Regions from separate parts of the Arachis hypogaea genome. Here region 2 is linked to region 1. Evidence: chromatin contacts called from public Hi-C data. All regions are on one chromosome and are shown on one strand. Each heading gives the region's core, a stretch centred on a gene start, on an enhancer-like site or on the middle of the called end of the contact. The rest is flanking DNA. Distances are from core to core; before and after follow the strand shown.

What was found. A called contact is a pair of places that touch in the nucleus more often than the background predicts.
Region 2: a Hi-C map of leaf shows a contact between it and region 1, with 4 times the contacts expected there. The contact joins the promoter of LOC112801047 here to the enhancer-like site in region 1. A contact is called at or near these places in 2 of 8 Hi-C or Micro-C datasets (both in leaf).

The regions. Positions count from the first base shown.
Region 1 is chr5:28,427,557-28,432,773 of arahy.Tifrunner.gnm2.J5K5, reverse strand. No RefSeq gene overlaps it. Among protein-coding and RNA genes, the nearest start is that of LOC140184862, 13 kb to the right of the region's middle. Within about 2 kb of position 2,988, at least 2 of the 3 cell types and tissues checked have open chromatin away from gene starts, as enhancers often do.
Region 2 is chr5:28,608,516-28,613,786 of arahy.Tifrunner.gnm2.J5K5, reverse strand. It overlaps LOC112801047, which reads right to left and starts at 3,930. Exons shown (of 19, transcript XM_029298280.2): 1 at 3,212-3,930; 2 at 2,672-3,135; 3 at 2,297-2,579; 4 at 1,182-1,407. The coding sequence starts at 1,188.

The sequences.
Region 1 (5,217 bases), core at 1,739-4,238:
GAAGAGTACTTCCATCACCTTAAGACAGCCCTTGTTGTGTTGCAGCAACATCACTTCATTGCCAAGCTCTTCAAATGTGTTTTTTTTTCAACAACAGGTTGAGTATTTGGGGCATGTGGTGACCAAATTTGGAGTTCAGGTGGATAATTTTAAGATTACTTCCCTTGTCGATTAGCCCAGGCCTTACAACATGAGATAGCTGCGTGGGTTCCTTGGCCTCACAGGGTATTATCGCCGCTTTGTGGCTAAGTATGCACACCTCGCTGCCCCATTGACAGAACTCCTCAAGCACAACAACTTCCATTGGGACCACATAGCTGACCTTGCCTTTGAGAGACTCAAATCAGCCTTCACACACCAGTATTGGCTCTTCCAGATTTCTCTCTACCTTTCACGGGTGAAACGAACGCCTCGTGTCATGGCATAGGAGCAATAATCTCACAACAAGGACATCCTATAGCTTACTTTAGCAAAAAGCTTAACCAATGCTTGTCAGTTGCTTCGGCTTATATTCGAGAGCTTTATGCTATTACCCAGGCAGTGGCCAAGTGGCGGCACTACTTGTTGGGGCTTCGGTTCTGCATTAAGACCGATCATAAAGGTCTATGTGAACTCATGAACCAAGTGGTCCTTACACCAGAACAGTAGTATTACCTTACAAAGTTATTGGAATTCGACTTTGAGGTAGTCTATCGATCTGGCAAGACAAACTTAGTTGTTGATGCTTTATCAAGACAGGGTGAAGACCCCTCTGAGGCCTGCCTTCAAGCCTTCTCTATTGTCAATTTTTCATTGACCCCATCACTCTTACGGGCTACGAGAGAATACCCTGACACTCAATTACTGATTGAGCAAAATAGGAAGGGAGTGTTTCCTCCTGAGTATCTATTGCAAAAAGGGTTGCTTATATATAAAGGAAAGATATGGGTGCCGAATTTTAAGGGACTTCATACCCAACTACTTATTGAATTTCATGCGACACCTATGACTGGGTATCCTGGGATACTTAAGGCTTATAAGGCTGTTGGAGATTTATTTTTTTGGCTAGGCCTACGTAGGGATATATAAAAATTTGTTCAGCAATGCAACACATGCCAATCTACCAAATACATGACTTCCAAATCTCAAGAACTCCTCAATCCTTTACATGTGCCCTGTGGACCATGGACAGAACTTTCAATGGACTTTATTACTCAATTACTGCTATTATGGTAGTGGTTGATTGCTTCAGGAAAATTGCTCATTTTGAACCCCTGAGAGCCGGCTTCACTGCGAGTTTAGTGGCGAAAGTCTTTATATTGCATCAGTGGTTAAGTTACACAAATTTCCCTCTATCATTGTTTCTGATCAAGACCCCCTCTCCCTCAGTCACTTCTGGCGTAGCCTCTTCGAGTTTAGCGGCACCCAATTACGTTATAGTACGGCGTACCATCCGTAGAGTGTTGGCCAGCCTGAAGTTACTAATCGTTTCCTTGAGAAATACCTACGTGCTTTCTCTCATTCGCAACGACAACAATGGGTTGTCTTTCTTCCCTGAGCTGAATTTTGCTATAATAGCTCATTTCACTCTGCAATATAGATGACACAGCCATGAGGCATTGCACGGTTTTGCCATGAACTTACTCCCGGGCTACTACCCTGGCGCTTCCCCTATGCTAGAAGTCAATCTCTTTTTGAGGACCGTGAGATATTGAATGATGAGCTGGGTTTCTACTTGCACCAAGCAAGAACCCGCATGAAGAAACAAGCAAACCGGCATCGTTGTGATAAGGAATTCAAATAAGGGAACTGGGTTTTGCTCAAGTTGAAGCCTTATTGTCAAATATCCCTCTTCCATAGGGAGCACCCAAAGCTCGACAGATGCTTCTTTGGCCCTTACCATATTCTGCACCGTGTTGGAAAGGTGGTATACCGCCTCGAGCTTCCTGTTGGCAGCAGGATTCACCCCGTCTTCCATATCTCCATGCTAAAGGAGTTTCATGGAGAACTGCCGGCTGCGACCCTGGTGGTGGCTGCAGCACCTGCAGCATTTCAACCCGCACTTACAGTGATTTTAGGGAGGCACTCTGTCTCGAGAGATGCGAAACAAGTAGAACAGGTCCTTGTGGATTGGGAAGGCTTACCACGGGAGGAGACAACTTGGGTGGACTTCGACCAGCTGTTGCATATGTTTTCAGAGTTGGACCTTGAGGGCAAGCCCTCCAAGCTCAGCCGCACAAACCAGCTTAATTGAAGAGATTGTAGAACTTGAAAATTTTTTTAAAGAAGTAGGCCTAGTTGGCAAGAAAGTGAGAAAGGCCCCCAATTGAATGAAAGACTATCATATGGAGAAGTAAAGGGGAAGCATTGTAAAAAAAAAAAAAACCAAATGAGTTAATTAGGATTTGAATATTCAAGAAGGGGTTATATTGTAATAGGTAGAAGAGAATGACAGTTAAAAAGAATAACAACTTGAGAGTGAGGAATCCTATTTCTCTGGATTCGAAGTGAAAAAAAGTGTGACCATCATATTTTACATTTTCTGAATTTTTCAATACATATTTTCATAAGTTTCTTTCTTCAATTATTGTGCATCATAATGCTATTGCTCACTAGACTAAGCAACAAAGTATTCGTTCAAGATAATAGTTATCTTATTTTATTTTATTTGTTTAGTTTTTTGTCTTTGTATTTATTTTATTCTAGCAACGTAAAGGTCACAAAAAAAAGAAGCAATGTAAAGGTCCCTCCGTGCATCATAGAATCATAGGACGAGGGTAATACTAATGTTAGTGGGCTTACAGTGGCTCTCACGAAGTGTCATTCTTTTTTCCATTTTTTATATTTTTAAAATAATACAAAATTATGTTGTAACAAGAATAAGCCCATTTGCTTCAAAAATCTAATCGGACATCTTTGTAGAAGTTTTGGACTTCGAAATAATTGTTCTTTTTTTTTGGTCAAAGGAAATATAACAGTTTAGTTATAATGAAACTTCTGTTACTTTTTGTTTCCTTTGTATAACACATATAAATGTCCGTGTCCAAAAAATAAAACACATATACATGTCATCCTAAAACCACTATAAATTTTTAATCCGGATAAATTTTGTTGGGGATAAAAAATTAAAAATGAAGTATACATTTTTATGTATAAATTTACTCTTATATTAATTTATTCATGCAAAATTTCATCCTAGTTTTACTCCTAATCAAATATATCCAAAGTTTTCAATTTATAAATTATAAGTTAAAAGACTCCTTTCCTCATTACTCCCCTGGCCTCTCCAACGAAAAAAAAAAAAAACAATGAAAAGAAAGAAAAGTTAATCGTAAGTGAATATGTGAACCCAGCCTAAGAATAAAGTGCAATTAGATAATCCATTTTTTTTGTTAGTATCAATTAATCTAATTACTTTTTTATTTTAAATACTAAATCTTAAAATTTAAGTCTTAAATCATAAATAGTAAATCCTGAATTCTAGTTCTAATACTTAAATCTTCAGAAGAAAATGAAGGTTAAAAACATATTTTTATAACAAAATTTAATTAATATTAACCAATTAAAAGTTGATCTCTATAGTCTATACTTATTCTTAGAATAATAATAGTTTTTCCCTCATAATTTATTACATACAGAAAAAACTCAAGACCCTTAAGCGAAGAGAATGAATGATTATTTTGTACATGTCTCACATGTTATTTTTTAAATTTAATATTTAAAGCTTACTTTTATATTTTATTAAAATAATCTATATAATAATAAGCTTGATAATTTAAATAAAACTAATTCAAGATTTATATAATAACAATTTAAAAAAATAAATTCAGTAACTTATTGATTAACAGCAGATTTTTAAATAAAATTTAAATCTGTAATAAATTAGTCTTTAATATATCAAACTAAGAGATACTATAAAAAATAAAAAAATAACAGTTATATAAAACTAATACAAATTATCAAAAAATAATAGTACACGTACACTTCAACCTGTTATAATTTTTATTCTATTTCAACAGTTACATATAAAATTAGCTGAAATTGAGATCCAGCAAGAAAGCTATTAATAAAAAGTAAAAAATGAGAAATCCTATCTTATTACTTTGCATCGAGTGATATATATATTATATTCTTTCTATATAGAGGAATCAAAGCTGAGACTGAATTGGTCAATTCAATGTGTGTACATATTAATTATATTTATATATAATAATAACCTGAAACCTATATCCACACACACCAATACCCAAGAAAACTAAGGCTGTGAATTGCGTATCGGAAATTAAATATATGATCATACTAAAAATAATGACAATGATTACCCAAGTGCATGCATTAATGCATATGCGTACCACACGTAACACAATTAAATATAGTTTGCTTATATTCTGTAATATTATCGATTCATTATTGGAATAAATAATGAAAATGATTCTTAACAACGCCACTCTTGTTTGTCTTGCAGTTTTTTTGTTTTATACAGATGTCACTCACTCTATTATATACTAATTAAATGTTTTATTCTGTATAAAATCCTTTAATAATCAACTTATTTTGGTCTTCATTATTTCTTTGATGAATAATATAATGCCTATGACTATTAGACAAGCTTTTGCACCTAATAGTTTGATACATGTGAAATATCAAATCAATACACTATTTAAATTCAATTTTGTATGAAAAGTGAATAAACCGTGTAGTACTTCTGTAATTTATTAATATCCAATTGATTAAAATTTTTATTATTTTAATACTTTCCTGTCTTATATTAATATTTTTATTTGAATTTTTTAATACTTTTAAAATTAACAATTAATCACTAATAAATATCAACTTTCGATAAAAAATTTGAATTTTATAATTCTAATAACGTGATTAAATAAAATTTTAGTCATCAACAAAATTAAATGAATAAAGAAATGTGTTTCTTATGTTATTTATATTTTATTATAATAATAGTAACAAATTAAAATTTAACTATTATTAAACTATATTTTAAGAGTTTATCACTAACTATAAAAACGGAGAGAATTATAAGTATTCTTTAATATTGATTAATAAAAATATACTACTTCTCTTAACAACTTAAATTAATATATAAGAAGAGATTCATAAATAGTTATTATATTTCTAATATACTCCTCGTGCAAGAGCTTGATCTTTTGGGTTTGTGAAAAATTTGGTTAGTTTTTTTTCTCTCTTGTTAATAGTCTTATGCTAAATTCCTTTTTTTAGGGT
Region 2 (5,271 bases), core at 2,681-5,180, 180 kb before region 1:
ATGTGATTTTTTGTCAGATTGGCCGACAGAGTAAACTGTTCTAATAGAAGCTGGAAGGGGTTGTTTGGGCTGCTGGAGATAGAGGAACAAGGCAGGGGATGCTCCAGTGGCCGGAAAGATATACTGTTCTGGAAGTTTTTCAAAAGAGGTCCGTGGATCCTCTCATGGTGCACAATGAATTTTCTCTCTAGGCTCTAGATACCATGTTAATGTAGAGGAAGTAAGAGAAAGAACTCGTGTTATTTCATTTCATCTAAAAGGGATATATGTACAGATATCTATCAACTACTATCATAAATACTAAGTTACAAACTACTAACTACATACTGATTTTCAACAGAATGCTTAGTTTCTATACAACTAGTTACTATGTATGCCTGGTTTCAATGTAGTTAATATCTCATTTCAACAAACTTAATTCAATCCTTCAAGTTAGCCCAAAGCAGAAGCATGATCTGATGCTCACATCAATAAAGAGGGAACTTGAACCATATATCAACCCACTGTGGGATTCAATGCACTCTCTCACGTAAAATGCATGACATTTGAAATACAATGTTATTGACACAGTACATCTGCAGGAGATAGGCTATAATAGTATGTCATGCAACAAAAATTTCCAATAGCTTTAGCTTTTAGGGATTGAAAAAGGCTCAACTCCAACCTCAGTTACAATAGAGTCAACAACAATAAAGCTTGAAATCTCTCATCTCATGTTAGAAGTTCTTAAAACGTGTTAAATGTTTTATTTAGAAATCTATTCACAAGTTTGGAGCTTAGGACAGGTTTAGAAAATAAATTCCATGTTACCGATACCTGAAAAACTAATCGAATCCATTTTGTTTAGATAATTACTCAATTATCTTATTTAAAATATGTAAAACAGCCAAGTAATGAAGAGTATGATTGTCAATCAAATAATAAAAAATTAAAGTAAAGTTTAAGAGAATTAGTGGATATCTAAATAGCGTAAAAAATGGATTTCAAAACCAGATTAATTCCTGAAACTGAAGCTCCAAATCCACTAGATTAGTGTGTGAAAATTAGGATATTCATAAAACTTTCAACTGAACTTAATTGTTTTTAATTTTTAATTTTTTGGGTCAAAATGCACCAATGAAGATTTTGGTTTGAGCAATGAATAATGACTATTCTTTCTTATGTCAACACACCCAACATACCTGACATATCAATACTTGGAAATGACCTCAGTTCTCGAGCAAACTCATTCAGCTTCTGCTTAGATTGCCTTTCAATCTTTGCACCTAGCTGGGATAACAAATTGGTGCCAGCAGCAATAGACCATTTCACTCCTTGTGAAGCAGATTGGCCTTCGACAGTTGATGACTCCAATCGCTTTGGAGTTGGATAAAGAATCTTCTCCACTATTTTCCAAACAACTGTAAGCTGGAAACAAATTAGTATCACCAATATGAAATTTAACAAATAATGCATGCTTGCAATCACAACCAGTAGACAAAAAAGTAAAGAAACATATTAATATCAACAAAACACCGCTCATTACTAAGAAGCTCAAAAACATTCCCTGTGGGGGATATCATGTAGCAGAGCTTCAATGAGGATTTTGTTCCTTTTTTTTTTTGGTGTGGTAGGGGATAAAGAATTAAAATTGCAGGCAAGATTAACAGATGTATAAAAACAATAAGGAAAGTCAAAGCCTCCATAAGAAGGCACAACATGCTACCCTACAGATACTGCATTAAATACATAATTAAATACCATCTGATACTAAAACAATGCATCATACAATTTTGTTCTTTAGATTATTTTTTTAAACCTTTTCGTCAATATGAGTAAAATAATATAAGAAATTGATAAATGTTATTCTTCTTTGGTACCTTCCATGAGTCTATGACATTTTTCTGAAAAAAAAAATTATGTTTTCCACCTTTTCTGTTCACTCATGAATCAAACACAACTAAGCATTGCCCCCACTACTTAAGGTCCGCTATATACACAACTATTTGGGACGGAGGTAGTATATGTTTCGGAAATGTTATGAAATAAGCAAAGTACTTTTTGACATATACGTTACCCTTACCCTTACCCTTTCCTTTACCTTACCCTATGATTCTTTCGTCTTTCTTTTTTTCCTCCAAAAACAAATGTCAATTCCATAGGTTGTAAGGACAATGTGTCATATAATTGTAGAAGCAACAATATGAACTCACCAAGACTCACCAAATTACAATAGAAAGAAAAAATGCACCCAAAAATAAATAAAAAATAAAAACTACAACAACAAAGGAATAAATGGAAACTATGTAAGGGATACCAAAAGAGATGGCGAAAATCAATCCAAATGGAGCAACAAAGTCAGCAACTCGTTTCAGAGGGGCAATTGGCGCCGCGGTGGCCTGAGACCGGCGGTAGACTCTGCGAGAACCGGTGGAACGAGCCGGAGTTCCTTCAACGCTGGAAGAGGCCTTAACGACGAAGCATCCAAACCGCGCTCTGGAGGCTGCACGCGTTCTCCAAATCGGAAGCAGTGTGAGCTTGCCCAAACCGGCTGCAGTCAGCGGCAGCGATTGCAGTCGGCGGTGGCGGCAGCAACGAACCTGCATATAGAAAGAGCGAAAGGCGTTAGGGTTTTGTAGAATATGAGGGAGAAGAAACGATAAGTTATGGTAGTTAGAGAGTTAGTTATTACTTGAGGGTGAGAGTAGAGAGAGAGAGTGGAAGTGAAGGCCATAAGTAGGAGGATTATGAGAAATGAAGAAGCATAGATTCGACGCAGTGATTATTGATTTCACCGGAGAGGCTTTGCTTGGTGGAAGTGGAAGTGAGAGAGCTGAGAAGTGCAGAGAAAAAAAAGGAAGAGTGGGAAGAAGGTAGCTTGGTAGCTAGTATTAGTAAGACTATCAGTTATCAGTGTCGTCGTTCTCTCCAATTTCCATTATCAACTACGGCTATACTAGTAAGTAGTAAGTGAGATTGAAAAGCGTTGGTGGTTTGGGCTTTATGGGGCAATTCGGCCTGACTCGAGTCCAAGATAAGTGGGCTCAACCAGATCTATTTTCATGGTTTATGAAAATTGGCCCAGGCATCCATTTAGCCTCATGAGGGGCAGTTACGTCCGGGGAGGACACTCCAGATCACATACTCCAGATGATGCTGCAGGAAGATACAACAATTAGATACTCAACGAGGGGAAGAAAGTAAGGGTAGAAGTAGAGGGACAAGAATATACAGGCAATCAAGACTCAACCCTCACACCAAGAGAAGAGGAATGGATGGTAGAGCCGAAGAGATAGAGTGAAGGGGGGAACAAAAGAGGTCATTCAGCGATATGGTGAGAAAGGGTAGAATCCAAGTAGAAACTGACAAGAAAGAACGTAGCAGGCAAACCACAATAGAGATGGAGACCACGGAAGGAGGGGTAGCTCCCGTCCTTAGGCGGATTCCCAGACCGTTTCTCAGGAGATGGTCTTAGCCGGAGGTGGGGGTCCTGCTTTGCCTGGCCTGAGGAGCATATGGTCGTGGTTTCAGTTGCTGAAGTGAGTCGGAAGCGGAGGAGGTCAGTGGATAGTAGCAGTGGTGAGAACTTGGAGGAGGAGGGACCGGTCCTGTCAGTAATGGATCGGAATTTTGATGCTCTAGCCTTTATTGATTAGTACCTCTTCTTCCTTAGTATCGAGGAGTACTTTTACGACTGTAACGTTACTGGTCAAGTAAGGTTGGCGTATCGGACTCTTCTCTGCATTTCTGTTAACGTTCGCAAGGCGGAGCTGTTGTTGGCTCAGGTGGGTCTCCTCGATAGCAAGCTTCGCCAATCTCAGGCGAAGGTTGGGAAGCTGAAGGGAGAGTTGGAGGTGGCGGAGGCGGTTTGGCTAAAGGCAGCGAAAGATGCCGAGAATGCTGGTGCCGAGCTTCTCTGTCTTTTCGGAGTTTAAACTTCTCTCCTCACTCAACTTGTTTGTGAGCGTACGCTACAACATTTTGGGTTTATGTCCACGATTTTTTTTTCATGGTAAAAAATCGTGACCATAGACCCTCTGTGGTCACGGTTTTTAAGGGTGACAAAAAAAGCTATGGTCACAGTTTTTTTGGAAAGGGTGACCATAGAGTACTTATAGTCACGGTTTTTTAAAAAAAGGTGGCCTAAAAGAATCTATGGTCACGGTTTTGAGGGGTGGCCTAAAGGGGTCTATGGTCATGGTTTTTTATAATGACCAAAAAGGGTCTATTGTCACGGTTTTTCAAAAAAGGGTGGCCTAAAAGAGTCTATGGTCACGGTTTTGGGTGGCCTAAAAGGATCTATGGTCACGGTTTTGGGGGTGACCTAAAGGGGTCTATGGTCACGGTTTTTCACAGTGACCAAAAAGGGGCTATGGTCACGTTTTTTCAAAAGAGGGTGACCTAAAAGGGTCTATGGTCACGGTTTTGGAGGGTGGCCTAAAAGGGTCTATGGTCACGGTTTTGGAGGTGACCTAAAGAAGTCTATGGTCACGATTTTTTACAGTGACCAAAAAGGGTCTATGGTCACGGTTTTTCGGAAGGGTGACCTAAAAGAGTTTATGGCCACGGTTTTGGAGGGTAACCTAAAGGGGTTTATGGTCACAATTTTGAGGGGTGGCCTAAAAGGGTCTATGGTCACGGTTTTAGGGGGTGACCTAAAGGGGTCTATGGTCACGGTTTTTTATAGTGACCAAAAAGAGTCTATGGTCACGGTTTTTCAGAAGGGTGACCTAAAAGGGTTTATGTTCACGGTTTTGGAAGGTGACTTAAAGGGGTCTATAGTCACGGTTTTGAAGGGTGACCTAAAAGGATCTATGGTCACGGTTTTAATGGTTGACCTAAAGGGGTCTATGGTCACGGTTTTTTACAGTGACAAAAAAGAGTCTATGGTCACGGTTTTTCAGAAGGGTGACCTAAAAGGGTCTATGGTCACGGTTTTGGGGGAAGACCTAAAAGGGTCTATGGTCACGATTTTAGGAGTGACCTAAAACAGTCTATGGTCACGGTTTTACGAAAGGATGACCTAAAAAGGTTTATGGTCACGGTTTTGGAAAGTGACCTAAAAGTATCTATGATCACGGTTTTAGGAGATTGTCCAACGAATCATAAGCTTCTCTGTGTCGTTCGTCGCACGTCGTGGGTCATCGTGCTCATCTATTGTCGCTCGCCATGTCCTCATTGTTCAAAAAATTGTCTTTACTAAAAAGTAAATAAATCAAAGTTATGAGATTTTGAATTTTAAATTAATTTAAATTTATATAATTTTCAATTACAATTAGATATTTTTGTTTA